Linked DNA regions of Hordeum vulgare: region 2 is linked to region 1. The links are chromatin contacts, called in public Hi-C maps. All regions are on one chromosome and are shown on one strand. The core of a region is the stretch at or near the end of the contact, and the rest is flanking DNA. Distances in the headings are between cores, read along the strand shown.

What was found. A called contact is a pair of places that touch in the nucleus more often than the background predicts.
Region 2: a Hi-C map of leaf shows a contact between it and region 1, with 3 times the contacts expected there. The contact joins two enhancer-like sites. A contact is called at or near these places in 2 of 6 Hi-C or Micro-C datasets (leaf and seedling).

The regions. Positions count from the first base shown.
Region 1 is chr2H:201,003,730-201,006,429 of MorexV3_pseudomolecules_assembly, forward strand. No RefSeq gene overlaps it. Among protein-coding and RNA genes, the nearest start is that of LOC123429911, 140 kb to the left of the region's middle. Within about 2 kb of position 1,297, at least 1 of the 3 cell types and tissues checked has open chromatin away from gene starts, as enhancers often do. A contact at or near this core is called in leaf, where this site is marked.
Region 2 is chr2H:201,402,349-201,405,048 of MorexV3_pseudomolecules_assembly, forward strand. No RefSeq gene overlaps it. Among protein-coding and RNA genes, the nearest start is that of LOC123425834, 8.5 kb to the right of the region's middle. Within about 2 kb of position 1,388, at least 2 of the 3 cell types and tissues checked have open chromatin away from gene starts, as enhancers often do. A contact at or near this core is called in leaf, where this site is marked.

The DNA.
Region 1 (2,700 bases), core at 47-2,546:
TATAGGAAAATTCAGTAAATTTATTTACAGCGTGTTCCTTGTGACGCTAGACAGAAAACTGCTACTTTAGTGAGCAAGCTCATGAGGAATGTTATCATAGCTAAAGATTCAGTGGAAGAAGTTTTCTCTGCCAATGGAGGACCATCTTATGAAATCAAATTCAGTCACAATAAGCACAGAAGTATATTTTATGGGTCAGGCTGATAAAGACTGGTGAAAGATTATGCTATGCAAGAGGGTGATGTTCTAGATTTAAATTTAGATAACGATGATCCGTACTTTCATGTTATACCGAGCGGGAATGGCATTCCTTTTAAGCCTTTGTTAATCAGGTAAATAATTCTACTTTTCTAATTTTGTATCAGACATGGTTCTGTATCAGACCCTAAAATTAGTCAGAGTGAAAGACAGCTCCTGTTTCCTGAAGCTTTAAATGGACTCAGTCAAAGACAAATAAAACGGATGAACACTTGTGTGTACACTCGAGGAATTACGAAATGAACATTGCACCAAGATCTTCATAGACCACACCCTATGGACTTTGAGCTTCACAGTCACCACTTAAAGCGAATACACAGAGAAATCATCAAAGAATACACCTTATTATTGAACATTAAAAAGGTAGTAGAAGAAAAGTTTTGACAGTTTGATAGCAACATAAATAGTAATAAGGTAACAAGTAACGCAAGTAATAGAGAGCAGCAAGTGGCCCAATCCTTCATTTTGCTAAGAACCAGTCGAAGGTGTTTCTTATAATGACTAATGCGCTCTTGAGGATGCACCGAATTTCGCCAAGTTACTTTCACCTTGATTCTTTGGGTTACCATTCATTGATTCACTAAGTGTTATGCGGGTGGATCGAGGCTAAGGTATTTTCGTAACTTGAACAATTACCTAGCAACATCCAAATTGTCCAGTTAGTATAGAAATAATAAAAAGAGCAAAGCTGATAGAAATCAATTGCTGCAGTACCTAAAAAATAGTCATTCAGTTAGAGTGCATTGATGATCTCCTTGTATAAAATATTCTGAGTCACATCTGCTTTATCTCCGTGATCATCCTTGATAAGAAACTTCAATCCTTGGCTAGAAGTACCATGAGAAAACAGTCTTAGGAAGATAAACACATAACTCTGAAAGTGTCTGCCCTTGACTTTTATTTATTGTCCTACTATAGCAAAGTTGGACAGGAATCTGACAACGACGCAAGGTAAACAGACATTTGGTGCTTGGAGCATTCAGAACAATCCTATGGACACAAACTCGCTGAGCTTTATTGCTACCGGTGATAACGTCACCCTCAAATAGTCTCTCTCCAATCCTTACTACCAACAAACGTTTTTCGTTACAAATACCTAGTGGCTCGTTCATATATTTCTTAAAAGCATAACAGGAACTCCAACTTTCAGAGCTATTTCATGTTCTGCAAAATATTTGATATTTATGGATGCAGAAGCTCTGGAGAAAATAGGAGACCAGCATCACCTACATGGTCGGTGCTCTTCAGAATACTGTCACAACTGAAAAAAGATCTAGAATTTCAAGGAACACGCCTGAAAAAAGATCTAGAATTTCAAGGAACACGCCAGAATGGTTGGGAAAAATAATAATCATATATACTGTCAATTTGGATGTGTGATTGAGCAATCAACAATAACTTGGCAAGCCATCACATGTGTTAAAATAGTGTTTGCATTAGATAGATGATGGGCAAGCATTTGGCACTTTCTCTAAGGCTCACAAAGTCATGTGGTTGTATTACATGGGATGCCTACTATGATATCACTCCGTTCCTAAATATAAGATGTTTTCGTAGCGTAAACTGAACTGACAAAACCTTTTATATTTAGGAACAGAGGTAGTACTCCCTCCTTTCCCAAATATAAGACCTTCTAGAGATTTCTATATGGACTATACATTGATGTATATAGACTTATTTTAGAGTGTACGTTCACTCATTTTGCTTCGTATATAGTCCATAGTGTAATCTCTAGAAGGTCTTATATTTAGAAACGGAGGGAGTACTATCTAAGGTAGTGAATGTCCTGTAGTTCTTTCTAGCTATATAATAGTAGTGCTTTAAGGTAGGGTGCATTCTTTGAACTTGTATATCATACTTTTAGCTCTTGTAGTTGAGAACTGCATTTGATTGTTTGCTCATCAGCTTGTGTTTTCTCTAGTTTTTATTTATTTATGGTCTTGATAGGTGTTTGTTTATTCAGCAGTAGTTTGAACCACATTTGTTCAAATGCAGCTAAGAACAGAATAGCAGGAAGAATAAGGAATTGAAGACCCTACCGGAACTGGTCCCCAATACGAACAAGGTGTACTTGTAGACTTAGGGAGCCTCTAAATAGGGAGCTATGTTTGATCAAGGTGATTTATGGCTCTCAAATGAAGATACTTATTTCTCTTTGGTGACATGTTTTCTATTGCTAGAATGGTTTTGAATGGAGAGTAGCCTTTTGGAATAGATGAATTGTCATGAACTTGAAGATGAAGGCAAGGTTTGTATTTAAGGGACCAGAATGCCACAAAGAATACCAAGCCAGATTCAACCCGCAGAGCACTTTTGATTCCAGAGTAATTCTACAAGCCATACACAACACCACTGTTAGAAATAGGAACCGCAAATCCAGCGAACTTCAGATTTTTAGGCATGGAAATCAAACATTTTTCATGGCAAATTATGTTTGGCGAG
Region 2 (2,700 bases), core at 138-2,637, 400 kb after region 1:
AGCATCAAAGACGATGTGCCATTTTTATGGGTTTTTATTTATGTATGTATCTCTTATCGCATCAAAACTTTTTGTAGCCCACCTATAATTAACTCGGAGGAAGGTGGGTGTAAGACGGACCGCACCGAATCCTATTTGACACCGTAGGCGCTTGTTAATGTGTATTTTGCAAACGAGTGCATTCAGCACCCCGTGGTGGGCTGACCCATCTCACCCTTTTTCCTTTCAGTTGTGACGACGTAAAAGGAGCAGCACAGCGGGGTATCGAACTCCTGATCTCCACTTCGAGTTAACACACAGTAACCACCGCGTCACGTCGACCAACATGACGACTAACATTCTTTTGCATCTTTTCTTATTTCTTTTTGGCTTTTTCATTTTTCGTTTTTTGTTTTTGTTTTCTTGTTTTTTATTTTGTTTTTCCTTTTTCTTCTTCGCGGCTCGATGATTTTTTTTATAATTCGTGAATTTTTTTCTTCAAATCGATGAATTTTTTTCAAATTCGATGAAATTTTATCAAATTGAATGAACATTTTTAAAAATTCAGTGAACTTTGTTTCCAAATTCGATAACTTTTTGACAATTTGACGATTTTTTTCAATTTTGTAGATTTTTTTGAAAATCCATGATTTTTTCCATTTCTATGACTTTTTTAAAAATTGATGAACTTTTTATCAAATTTGATGAACACTTTTTGAAAATCAATGAACCTTGTTCAAGTTCTTGAACTTTCCTCAAAAATGATGAACTTTTTTCAAAATCCATGAACTTTTTCTAAAGAACGATGAACTTTTATTCAAAATCGATGAACTTTAATTGAAAATAGATGAACTTTTTTCAAAACTTTTGAATTTTTTTCATAACTGAATTTTTCTAAAGAACGCTGAACTTTATTCAAAATTGATGAACTTTTTTAAAACTTATGAACTTTATAAAATTGAATATACCTTTTAAAAAATGATGTACATTTTTCAAAATCGATGAACTATTTTTCAAAATTGATGAACTTTTTCCAAATTAGTGAACTTTTTTGAAATCATTGATATTTTTTTGTAATTCATGAAAATTCTTTGTATTTGTGGTTTGTTTTGAGTTTGTGAAATTTCAAATTTTCTTCACATTGTTTTTCAAAAATCATGTTTTTCTAAATTTCTATATGCAGTAAATAGCGGGACACAGATTTTTGGGACATGCGGCTACGCGCTACCGAAATCCCAAACGTCCATAAGCGCAGCATGGTTACTACTTAATATAGGGCCGTGCTCAATACTTGGCGCATTATTCATGTTCGCACAAAAATACGTCGCAGAATACCTCACATGAGTGGGCCAGAGGTCACTTATATTCGTACATATACCGGCTTGGCTGGTAGCGACTCCTCTGACAGGCCGGGTATGTTATAACTGCTCTGGACATGGGCAATCATCCATAAGAGCCGGTCTCGCTCATGGTGTGGACTGTATTTTTTTTCTTCAAGTTGTGTCGTGTAGAAAAGCAAAGGAACAAGAGGAGATGACTTCAGCAGAAATGGAGATTAACAGGCTAGCGTATCGACACTACACTTTATTCGGAGTCCTTTGTTTATTTTGTTAGGACTGAACACGTTGATCTTGTCCGACCCTTAGCATGCCAGACATTTTTTGGGGTGAGTTCTGCATTGGGGTGCTTAAGGGGAACGTGAGAGTTGTGTGTTTTTCCTGATTCGACGGTTCTTTCCACCTATTTAGGTAGGCTCGATACCAAGCGAGATGGGTTCAGCAGAACAGAAGCACAAAGCTTCGAACTCAATTTGATCCTTTGATTTAGATCCTTCAGCATGGCATTAGGGCTGAGTTAAGTTTCATTCTTGTGGTATTGGCATGTGAGAGGTTTCGGTGGATATTCTAGTTTGGACTGTTTTAGGGGATCATGGGAGACGAAGGTTCATCTATGATGAATGATGATTTTAATCATTTCAGGGTTCCTTGATTGCCTGCCATGCATTTACAACGGGGGTGACAGACATTTAAAGAAATGTCGGCAACATGTGGGAATTGTATCATGGATGAATCTTGATTAATTTGTGAGGAGATTACCATGGTTAGATATTTATGTGCTTGCGATGTTTTGTGTGTGCAGCTAGTCTTTGTCAGGAGATTATCATGGTTAGATATTACCGGAAACCTTGATTAATTTGTAATGTTGAAGGAGAAACTGAACTCATCCTGCTACATGCAACGAATTCTTTTTAGCTGGGATGTGTACACGAGATGGATGAGAGAAAATCGATGTAGAACTTACACCGTGACATCCATCCATCCATAAGCACCGGCCACGCTCATGGCTTTCACACTGATGGAGGTGGTGTGGCGCGCGTTGGGATGAATTCCTCGAGAGCTGTTTTTTTTGCTCTATTAATGATTTTCCACTGTGCTGCGTTTAATGGAATGGGACAGTGTCAAAACCGGCCCAACCAAGGACGTGCAGGGTGTGGGATCAAATCTCACGAGAGCTGTTTTTTGCGCTATTAATGATTTTTCGCTGTGCTGCTTGTAGTGGAATGGGTCAGCATCAAAACCGGCCCAACGAAGGAATGTGAAGGCGTCAAGTTACCTACTCGGTGCTGAAGGCACCAACTATGGGTTTTCGTTCAGTGATGCTAATCCACGGGCAGAAGATACTTGGATTTTGTTTGTTTTTCTTCCGACATTTATCTGGATT